2 separate regions of the Sus scrofa genome follow, and region 1 is linked to region 2. The links are chromatin contacts, called in public Hi-C maps. All regions are on one chromosome and are shown on one strand. The core of a region is the stretch at or near the end of the contact, and the rest is flanking DNA. Distances in the headings are between cores, read along the strand shown. Region 1 holds the start of OSGIN2 (oxidative stress-induced growth inhibitor 2). Region 2 holds the start of NBN (nibrin).

Region 1 (5,909 bases), core at 626-3,125, 130 kb after region 2:
TATTCACAACTGAAGAAAACAGATTTTGGTAAAAGTTGAGTGAAAATTCCTGGTCCCTTTCTTTACATCCAAGTTCAGGGGTCATCTAAAGTCTACATTTGCACCGCGATTTAAGAAATCTTGATCAGAATTTCATATTTCACAAAAGAAATTTTGTATATCACTATTCTAGCATTCATTTATAGAAAGCAAGGCACTTTACTAAAGTCTTCACTAAGCTTAACGTTTCTTCACCACAGGGTTAAAACCCGTTTTAAGTTTTTGTCGAATTTCTCTCCATAACTGAATGGTAGTGCTGGCCAACTGTGCTGGATCTAGTACATCCACTTTTATTTCAAAATGTATATCCTAAAACATTCCCCATAATGTTAGTCTAGACGCACCATATTTCTCAAATTTCTACAACATATATTATTTACAATGACTAACACTTTAAGTCAGAACCTATTTGTAATTAGACCATCACATTTTAAACATGGTTCCCTGCCTTCCCTTCAAACCAGTAACTTATCAGACTTTTTTTTTTAAGGAAAAAAAAATGTTTAAGATGTGTGCGGGGGTCTAGAGGGACCTTCACAACACTACACACAAACTTTGCAGTACTTAGAAGTCTCAGTCGCAGTAACCGACTCGACCCAGGCCTAGCCGGTCCCGCAGTCCCATGACTGGCGCGGTTCAGTAAAAGGGAGATGTTAACAGAAGCGACTGCCCCGGAGTGAGGGAAACCTCGACTAGGCAGGAATAGGGAGGAAGCAGCGGACGAGGCAGGGGGCTTCTGCGGTCCAGACGCTCGCCTTCCACCCTCGACCCATCTCCGACTCCAGACACGCGCGGCCTCTGCCCATTTCGGCCCAGGCCCTGCCGCCGGACCTCGCAACACTCCACCCTCCGCCTGCTCCCCTTCGTTCCCCGGCGGAGAAGTCACCTGAAATGACCGGCCAGAGAGCAGCGGCAACACCACACGGGCATGGAGCGCGGCGCACGGGGCGCCGGAGCGCGACCACCACAGCCACTGCCTCTTATCTCGGAGGGGTGACCCGTCCGGGGCGCCGCCCGGTCGCGGAGTCCGCGGGGTTCCCGCGCCCCGCGCCAGGCCGTGGCCGCGGCTGCCCGGAAGCTGCGATTCGGCAGCCGGCCGGGCCCCGGGGCGCCAAAATACGCCTCAACAGAGAGGCTTCCGCTCCTCGCCTGCGGGCAGCGAGACACCAGCGGTGAAGATCTCAGGGTGCCGCGATGGGGGCGGAACTGGGCGGGGCGGGGACGCTGCGACGGCTGTGGCGGAGGCGCGCGGGCTCCTCCTCGCAGGTGCGGAGGCGGCGGCGGGCGAGGCCTGGGATTGGTGGAGCCGCGGCCTGCTAGGGGCCTGGCCTGACCAAGCGGCTGCTGAGAGGCCCGCGGGGGCCGAGATCCGCCCGCCCACCCGACCGCGGCGTTTGCGGTGATGGGCGGCTTCGGCCTGAGCTCTTCGGACCCTATTCCGTGTTCCCGAACTGGTGGCGTGGGTGGTTAGCTAGGCTGGGAGGATGCTGGGGGCTAGGTGACAAGGGGAAGAGGAAGAGCTCCTAATCGTAGTAGCTGGACGGTGCAGGGGAAAAACCTTGTCTGCTGCACTGCGTCTGCCAACCCGAGCGCGCAAGCCAGAGTCTCCGTAGTCCTTTCGTTCGGGCCTTTCGCCGAAGACGCCCGGGAAAGACCGAGATACCCGCCCCAAGAAACTCACTTTAGCGGCTTTGCTCGTGCTGGCCGGAGCGCAGACGCCCGGAGTTCCCCCGCGCTTTTCACTCTTGAGCCTGCGTCACAATCGAATGGGGGAACCCAGTAAACCACGAGTGCGCCCCACCCCAGAGGTTCTGATAGGGGAAGCCTGGTTTACCGACTAAGGTCCCTCTTAAGTGGCATCCCTGATTAAAAAAACCGGGTGCTAGCCCCGCCCAGAATTCACCGAGGGCGGGGGAAGGCAGGAATGTGTTTTTAAAAAATTCCTCCAGGTGATTGTAATGCAAGGAAAGTTAGAAATGTATGGAATGAAGAGTTTCCCTGTTCGGTGTTTTCAAGAAATGAAGGCGGGGAAAACCTAGAAGTGATTGACTGCATATACAGAGATATCTTTCTATTCCTCCTTACAAAAAAGATCTAGATATTTTTGCAATTAAATCTTACTTAGGTTTCTCTTCTTAAAATTTCTAAGTTCTCAGTTTTTCCTGAATGTTACCATGGAACAAACCTGGACTTAACAGACTTTAAGTCTGTGGGGCTTAAAATAAAATTGTAGGACTCAGCCTGCTTCCAGGGTTTTACGCTGTAAGAAAATACGTGTGTATATTCATTTTACTCCAATGTTCATTTTACTTTGTTTCAGAAAGTAAGGCATAAGTTAATTTTTTGTTAATATTCATAACATCTGGAGTTCCCATCGTTCCTCAGCAGTTAACAAACCGGACTAACATACATGAGGACGCGGGTTTCATCCCTGACCTTGCTCAGTAGGTTAAGGATCCAGTGTTGCTGTGAGCTGTGGTTTAGGTCACAGGCTGCTCAGTTCTTGCGTCCCTGTGGTGTAGGCTGGCAGCTACAGCTCTGATTGGACCCCTAGCCTGGGAACGTCCCTATGCCAAGAGTGCAACCCTGAAAAGACAAAAAATAAAATAAAATAACATCCTTTTAAATTTAAAGAAACTAAACTCGTAAAAGCTATGCCAATCCAGAACTGAAATATTAAAATATAAGAAGATTTATGAGTACTTCGTATAGCTTTTCCTTTATGGCTTTTTTTTTTTTTTTGCAGTATTTCCAGATTTTCAAATAATAAAGTGGGTATGTCAGATTTTAGATTTAATCTGGCTTGTATTTAAGCCTTGGAAACTTGCAGTCGTGGCTTAAACTTGATAGTAATTAGTGATTAAACCAAGCCACAAAAACTACATAAGTATTTTTCTTATAGCAGAGTTTTTTTGTATTTGTTTTTTTGAAATTGAAATTCTATTTAAAAATAAACCCCAGGTTTCATGATATTGCAGAGCAACAGACTCAGATACTTCTGATGGGATGGTAAATTAGTATGTGGTCTAAAACTCCCCTGTCTGTGTAATGGACCCTTACTCTTCCTTTCAGTGCCCTGAGCAGCACATTTAGTGTAGAGCTTATCTCACACTGGCAACCATTCCAGTCCATGGTAACTTCTGGGCTTCCAATGTTACCTAGTTGTAGAATCCTTACTGAACAACCCTCCTTACTGGTGTATAATGTACAGTATTTTATACATTAAATTGTAGTAATTAAAATGTCTGTTTTGGAATCTTTGCTAGCAGCGTGATCTTGGACAAGTTACTCAGCATCTCTGGGCTTTGATTCCTCATCTGTAAAATGAGCTAATAATAATTACTTCATTGATTGTAAGAATTAAGAAAATACTTATAAAGCACTTATCGTAGTGCCTGGCTCATTTTAATCACAAAATAAATATTAGTTTTCATTATTATCAATAATAATATCATAGGAGTTCCCATCGTGGCGCAGTGGTTAACGAATCTGACTAGGAACCATGAGGTTGCAGGTTCAATCCCTGGCCTTGCTCAGTGGGTTAAGGATCTGGCATTGCCATGAGCTGTGGTGTAGGTCACAGAAGTGGCTTGGATCTGGCATTGCTGTGACTGTGGTGTAGGCTGACAGCCACAGCTCAGATTCAGGCCCTAGCCTGGGAACCTCCATATGCCGTAGTCGTGGCCCTAAAAAGACAAAAACAAAAACAAACAAAGCTATACTGCAGCTTGTGGCAATGCCAGATCCTTTAACACGCCGAGCGAGGCCAGGGATCAAACGCACATACTCGTGGATGCTAGCCAGGTTCTTAACCTGCTGAATCACAATGGACACTCCAGAAAAATTTCTTTCACTGAAGTGTAGTTAATTTACAAGATTGTGATGATTTCTGCTCTACAGCAAAGTGTTCCAGTCATACATATATACACATATCCATTCTCTCAGATAAAAAGAAAAACTTAATCCATCGCATGGAGGTCTCATACAAATGGGTCCTAAGAAGAGACTAAAAGAACCAGCTTTTATACTTTTTAGGCAAAGAAATCATAAATTTGTAAGAAATTGACAAGACAAGGAACTTAGGTTTGGGGTGCCCATGTATTGAAGAATCTAAACAGAATTTGGGCTTGAGGTAAGTAAGTAACAAGGTTTCTTTAACAGGGCTTCTCAGCCCCAAATGCTGTTTTTGGTGAAAAGGTATTCTTCTACCTCCAGATACATGAGGGCATCTGTCACATGGGAGATGTATTTCTTCCTCCATTGGTGAGGCTTGAGAGGTCCCAGGATTTCTTTGGAGGGAATTTGTGGTTTTGGAGTTTGTAGTGATAAGACACTAAAGTGAGCAGAAGTGAGCAGACTACTTGGGCGCAGGAATGAGAAAAGCCTTATCTTTTTCACTTATGCAGATACCAGAGTAGTGCTTCTCAACCATGCATATTAGAATCACCTGGGAACATTTAAAAACCTCAATGCCCAGGCACAACCCTCTCCCTTCCCACACTCACTACTAGCAATTAAATTTAAAAGAATCTGGTAAAGGGACCTCAGGCACATGATTTAATCCATTAACATGTAAATAAGCAATTTCTGCACAATTGATTGAATTGAAAAACTAGAGCTTCAAACCATTTTTCATCCTGATATCGCTAATGTAAAGTCTGAGGAAGAAAAACACTCACTTCTTTGATCTTAAAGTACATAGTTATAAACAGAAAATGTGTAGCTTTTATTTCACTTTTATAAGGTTAATTCAATGGTCAAAACATTCTAATCTCAGTGTTTACCCTCAGCACACCCATGCTGTTCTCTAAACATACTGATGCTGGATAGATGGTGCCGGAATCCACGTTCTTGTTAATGGCAGTCAAAGAATGAACTCTGAGAACACACAGGCAACAAGCAAGCAAAGTCTTTATTCAAGAGAAGCAAATAGCTCCCAGGACAGGCTAGGAGTGGGTAGAAGAGCCCCCGCCCCTTTCTCTATTGTCCTTTAGGGGTTTTTATTCCTTAAAGATTGGGGGGGGGTACAAACGTGGGGTCCAGAAAGATGTGGTTTTCTCCAATTGGCCTTGCTCAATTACTTATATCAGTCCTTGTCCAACAGGGGTTTTAGGGTTGGAAACATCACAAAAGTTTTATGGTTTTTTGTCCTTTTCTTTCCTTAGATTAAGTCACTACTCCTCTCATTCCTTTTTTATCAGTTGAGGAGTGGGCTAGAGATTCGCATTTCCTACAGAAGACAAAGCCTGTGGGGAATGCGCATTTCCTAAAATAAAACAAGTCCTATGGAGGTGTTACTCCCTGGAGCCCTTAAGCCACAAAAGTTAATCAATATCCATATCAAAGGAATGTATTGGAGACCATGCTCCTACACTAACTACCTGAGTTAATATTCTGCCTCAATATGAGACAAACTCCCCTCCTTAGAATTTTTCAGTGTCTACTCCTTCTGCCTGAAACACCATTTCCACCATATCCACATGGCTGAGTCCCTCACTGCCTTAGAATCTACTCAATATTACCCCCTCAATGAAGCTGCTGATAAAACAAAATTATTTTAAGGTAGGAAAAGAAAAACTTCATAAGATTTTCTCTGCTGTTTGAGCCACTATACCCTCCCCTTTAGTATGCATTGTGCATCTGCATTATACATTAATTAGACTCCCTAAGAAGACACAAGAATGCCTGCTCACACACACAAAAATTAACTTCTAAACGGCACCAGCGAGGTAAATCCTTAGGAGATAACATTCCCTCCTTAAACATGTAAACGGTTATGATGACCCACTACTCACCTTATTGGACTATGTAAACTGTCAATATGTTACTTTGATGCAGAACCCCTCATCTCAAAAAATTAGATAACATTG
Region 2 (5,994 bases), core at 395-2,894:
TGTTTTGTATATTTGAAAGTTCGTATGTGTGTGAGATATGGGGTCAGTCTTTATTTCCTCTGTAGTGTTAACTAATATCCCCAGGACCATTTATTGAAAAAAAGAAAAACTTTCTTCCATTGCTCTGAAATATCACTTTTGAAAAATCACATTACATGTGTAGAACTTTTTAAGGTCTATTTTGACACATTTGCCTATTTCCTATCCTTGTGCCAATAGAACACTGACAATAACTAACTTTATAATAATACATCTTGATATTTGGTGGTTATAAGTACTCCAGATTTATTCTTCAAAATTTCCTTGGCTATTCTCAGCCTTTGCATTTCCATATAGATTTTAGAAACTTCTTGACAATTTCCACTCAGAGTATCTTCTGAGACTTTATTGTAGTTGCATTGGATCTATAGATCAATTTTGGGAGAAATGACATCTTAACAGTCCATGAACATGGCATGTTGTCCTGCATTTATTTAGGATTTATTTTAATTTGTGTCAGTAATATTTTGTAGTCAATAATGTTCTGTATCACATCTTTGATAGATTTCTAACAAAGTATTTGATGACTGTTGGTACTATTATAATTATTTAAATATCATTTTCTACTTATTTTCTGGAATAAAGGTACACAATTGAATATTTTAGACATGGTATTCAGTGACCTTATTAAATTCACTTTTCAATTCTTTTAGATTTTCAGTGTACATTATCATGTCATTGTGAATAATGACCGGTATTTCTTCCTTTCCAATCCTTTTCCCCTTGATTGCATTGATTAGAACATCTAAAACCATGTTGAAAATAAGCAGTAAGAGCAAAAGTGTTCTTATTTCATTCCTAGTGCTGGGGAAAAGATTAAATAATTTACCTTAAATATAATGAAATCAGCAGGGTTTTTTTGTAGGTGCTCTTTATCAGATCAAGGATGTTCCCTTTATTCCTATTTTGCTGAGAATAAATGGATGGATGCTGAATTTTATCAAATGATTTTACTACAACTACCATGATCATGATTTTCCCCACTTTTTCTGTTATTCTGATGAATTACATTTATTTTCCCTCCAGTTAACATCCTCCTTTATATTTCTGAAATAAGCCCCACTTAGCCATGATTGTCCTTTTTATATACCACCTAACTCAATTCACTAATTTTGTGTATAGGGTTTTCATATTTATGTTCATAACAGAGAATGGAAATCTAGCTTTTATTTTTCTGCACCCATGGCCAAGTGGAAGTTCCCAGGTCAGGTATGGAACTTGCACCACAGCAGAGACCCAAGCCACAGCAGAGACAACGCCATATCCTTAACCCACTGAGCCACCAGGAAACTCCATTAGACAATGCTTCTGAGAACCAGAAATTATCTAATCAGAAGTATACTCTAGGGTGTTTACTTTGTAGTGTTCATCGAACAGCTTTAATTTTTTTCATTCAGAGATAAAGTAAATACTATTTAATTATGTTTAAAATTTCATTGGAGTGTAGTTGACTTACAGTTTTGTGTTAGTTTTAGGTGTACAGCAAAGTGCATCAGTTATGCACATACATGCAAGATATCCAGTTTAATACAGGTTGAGCTGTTTCTTTCCTAACCACCAGGTGGCGACCAGGCGTCCAAGTCTGATTCCCCTTTCCCTCCTCTTTTTAGGCCCGCCCGGCTCCCGGGAGCGCGCACGTCTCAGAGTCCGCGCCGACTGCGGGCGCTACGGCCACGCACGTCGGTCGCTGCGGTCACGCTGCTGCATGTCGGATCCAACCCTGAGGATCCAGGACCATGTGGAAGCTGATTCCTGCCGCGGCCTCGGCCCGAGGTAAGGGCGGAAGGGAAATGTCTAGGGACGGATTTCCCTGGAGCAGCTGCAGTAGGCAGAGGGTTTGCAGAGCGATGTTTCCGGTCCGTTCTCGCCTCTTTCGCCGCCTTCTGGGCTGTTCTTCGTTCTCGCCCTGGGAGGCCGGAGGGCTGATGCGGAAAAACGGCGCATTTGTTGTGTGGGGATCGCGCTGTTTTCCTCGGCAGCGCAGTGCTTGCGAAACAGGCTTTAAATTGGGCAGGGGAGTAGGTGTGCGGCGCTGGGCGGCCAGGGACCGCCGGGTCGGCCGCCGGGGTACTCCACGGTTAGGACCAAAGCCACTGACGGGACCAGCTGCTCTGATCCTGGCTTAGATGGTCTGCAGGATTAATCCTTAGCAGGGGTACCTGTTGTGACTCCCAGTGTTTTAGGCTTTTGAAGAAATACCCAGAATAAGTTAACCCAAGCTAGAAAACACAGTGGCAACTGATGACTCCGTTTTGAACACATTGTTTTTGTAAATAGCCACGAAGATGACTTGGGTAAATGGCAACCACGGGAAAGCGTACTTTCGGTTTTGTTTCAGAGCCTTTTTCCATTTTGTCATCAGAACAACTGAAAAAAATTGTTTTTCTTTTTTTTTATTTCTAAGAATGGAAAATGGTAATCTCATGTTAATTGCTTGCCTACTCTGTGTAAGCACTTATTAGTTCATAGATAAACAGGGTTAGCCTATGATTGGTCTTGCCTTCAGAAAGTGTACGTTATGGTTGAAAAAAAAAAAATCTCCCAAGAAATAGCAAAAAGACAAAAAAAAAAAAATCTATGTGCAGACTCAATTGACTGACAATGTCAGGAAGTGTGGAGAGGACCAAACAAATGGAAAAATACTCTAATAATATCTCATAGTATTTATAGACTTAAAAATATTATAAAGACTCAAAATAAAAATATTATAAAGATCAAGGCATTGCTGTGGACTTGGAGCATTGCAGAGATAGAACATAAACTGTGGTAGACAAGTAGGAACAGTTTCCAGGAACAGTTGTAGCCTGTGACTGTCTCCTTGTGTCCTTTAGGGTGGTAGTAGAAGTAAAATGCCACTAGTGCCAGTAGGTGGCATTCTTAAACTTTTGGAGGATATTGAATCTAATGGAAGCTATGGGGTCCATACTTCTAGGAAAAATGTGAGTAAACCTACACAGGTTTTTTGTTGAAAGAGTCCACCCTAGGTTAAGAATCTGGTTAACAAAATGTGTTCCAAATCTGGTCAAAGCTTACCTGGACTCTTTGCTACTTGTCTTGTTTATCTTCATCATTCTACAACTGCAGTGCTCCAAGACTAAACTCCAGCATACATGCTATGACTCCAACAATTTGTGATTTCCAAAATTTTTAAAAACTAATACACTCTGCCATGTTCTTAAATCTACCTTAACAGAAAAAAAAAAATTACCCAATATATGCACTTCACTTTGGTCTGGAATTTTTGTGCATTGATTGATCTACATTTTTCATTCTTTTTTTTTTTTTGCCTTTTCTAGGGCTACTCCCTCAGCATATGGAGATTCCCAGGCTAGGGGTCTGATCAGAGCTATAGCTGCTAGGCGTACCCCAGAGCCGCAGCAACGTGGGATTCAAGCCTCATCTGTGGCCTAAACCACAGCTCAGGGCAACACCAGATCCTTAACCCACTGAGTGAGGCCAGGGATCAGACCCTAAACCTCATGGTTCCTAGTCGAATTCTTTAACCACTGAGCCATGACAGGAACTCCTATTTTTTACTCTTGATCCAGTACCATACTTTACCATACTAGGTTCTAAACATACTGTTGTGATTTTGTTTTGTAATGCATTAAATTTTTAATTTGGGCAAGCATTGACAGTTTTCAATATTGTTTTCTCTTTAGACAAAAGGTTGAGCTTTCCGTCTATACAGATTTGCATCCTTCAGTGAGGCTTTACTAGAAAACACAAATTTGATTTACATGAAGTTGTTTGTCAGCATTTAGATAGCAAAATAAAAATACTTAATTGTTTGTCATACTTATAAATACATGGTTGTGTATGGATCTGTTAATTTATTTTTTTAAAAAATTCTTAGACCCATACAGACTTTTGACTGGTGTTGAGTACATTGTTGGAAGGAAAAATTGTGACATTTTAATTGAAGATGATCAATCAATCAGTCGAAATCATGCTATATTAACTGCTAACTTTTCTATAACCAACCTGGTAAGTTACTAATTTTATTTCACTAGCTTATAGTAAGGGGATTGAAATATACATGATATACCTTGGTGTATATGTAAGAGAGAGTTTGAGAGACTTTTCATTTCATAGGGCTGTTAGTTTTTTTTTTTTATTAACAAAATTAAAGAGTTGTATTTTGGTAGTGGTACCGGTGGTATTTGAAATTTGAAGTTTCTGTTTCAGTATTTTACTGTTTGCTGTAGTGATTTAGAAACTCAGGAAGTACAACGTATTTCTGTTTCTTTACTTGAACATTTATTGAGTGCTTACTGTGTGTCAATCACTGTGCCAAGCCTGAGGATAGAGCGGTGACTAGACCATCTTTAAAGAGTTTATGTAGCCAGGTGAACACTGGTATTTCCATTATATCTTAGGTTTTTGCAAGGGGAATTGATTTGTTTTAGTAGGGGAAATAGCTGTTGTATATGCCCCACAGTTTTTTTTGGTTTTTTTTGTTTTTGTTTTTGTTTTTTTTTTTGATTGTTTGTCTTTTTAGGGCTGTACCTGTGGCCTATAGAGGTTCTCAGACTAGGGGACAAATTGGAGCTGAGTCACTGGCCTACACCACAGCCACAGCAATTACAGATCCGAGCTGCATCTGAGACCTTCACCACAGCTATGGCAACACGGGATCCTTAACCCACTGAGAGAAGCCGGGGATCAAACCCGTGTCCTTGTGGATACTCACATTTGTTTCTGCTGAGCCATGACTGGAACTCCCCCAGCTCTTTTGATTGGCTTTGAGTTTGTTTGGGTGTGTTGATTCTTTTAATAAAAAGATGGGTTATAAAAGTAATACAAATGTATACAAATAGCTGTGCTCAATGGTAATGCTGGTGGTAATAAGAAGAAAAGCTGTTGTTTTGAGCAAAGACTACATTTTGGCAAATGCTGGATTTGTTCAGTGATATTTAGGTTTTGTGACTGGATTCCATTATTTTTATTTATTTATTTATTTATTATTTTTTTTTTTTAATTTTTTTTGCCTTTTAGAGTGGCCACTTGCAGCATATGGAAGTTGCCCGGCTAGGGGTCGAAATGGAGCTGTAGCTGCCAGTCACAGCCATAGCCACAGCAACTCAGGATCCAAGTCATGTCTGTGACCTACACCACAGCTCATGGCAACACCAGATCCTTAACCCACTGAGCAAGGCCAGGAATCAAACCACATCCTCATGGGTAGTAGTCTGGTTTGTAACCTGCTGAGACACAACAGGAACTCCCTGAATTCTTTTAGATATAGAAAACTATTATAGTCAAAATTCCTAAAGAAAAAATAAACTTGGTGGAAGTCAGACCCTCTAGCCTTTTCTCATTGGACTGATTTTTACTATGTGATTTTGATACTGTTAAAAAAAAAAAAAAGTAAAAACAAAAACCTGGAGTTCCCATCGTGGCGCAGCAGAAACAAATCCAACTAGGAACCATGAGGTTGCAAGTTCAATCCCTGGCCTCACTCAGTGGTTCAAGGATCCAGCATCTCCGGAGCTGTGGTGTAGGTCACAGACTTGGCTAGGATCTGGTGTTACTATGGCTATGGCATAGGCCAGTACTACAGCTCCAATTGGACCCTAGCCTGGGAACCTCCATGTGCCTCGGGTGTGGCCCTAAAAAGACAGAAAGACAAAAAACAAAAAAACAAAACAAAGAAAAACCTTAGGAATGATATTGGCATGTTATACATGGAACAGTCTGTGCAAAAACAAACAATTCTCAAATTGACAGGTCAGAAAAATCTCCACTGACTTACAGAAATAAAGAAAATGTATGCTCTAAGAGGAATGATTCTGAAATTAAGATATCTTTCTTTAATTGCTCCTTGAATGATCATTCTTCATATGCAACCAGAACAGTAACTGTGTTGCCTCATTGTGTTGGAAGGTCAGCCACCTGTCACTATTCCAAAAGTTATCAGCTTTTTCTTTTGAAACCTTTTCCTCTGGGGATAAT

The links. Hi-C and Micro-C count contacts between places; a contact is called where the count stands out from the background.
Region 1: a Hi-C map of skeletal muscle shows a contact between it and region 2, with 4 times the contacts expected there. The contact joins the promoter of OSGIN2 here to the promoter of NBN in region 2. A contact is called at or near these places in 3 of 5 promoter capture datasets (fetal liver, liver and skeletal muscle), 12 of 47 Hi-C or Micro-C datasets (alveolar macrophages, blood, fetal skeletal muscle and 7 more) and 2 of 2 datasets of contacts at active chromatin or transcription factors (alveolar macrophages and skeletal muscle).

What each region holds. Positions count from the first base shown.
Region 1 is chr4:46,911,066-46,916,974 of Sscrofa11.1, forward strand. OSGIN2 (oxidative stress-induced growth inhibitor 2) reads right to left here and starts at 1,876. Exons shown (of 6, transcript XM_005662982.3): 1 at 1,721-1,876.
Region 2 is chr4:46,786,020-46,792,013 of Sscrofa11.1, forward strand. It overlaps NBN (nibrin), which reads left to right and starts at 1,645. Exons shown (of 15, transcript XM_021089137.1): 1 at 1,645-1,812; 2 at 3,896-4,026. The coding sequence starts at 1,776.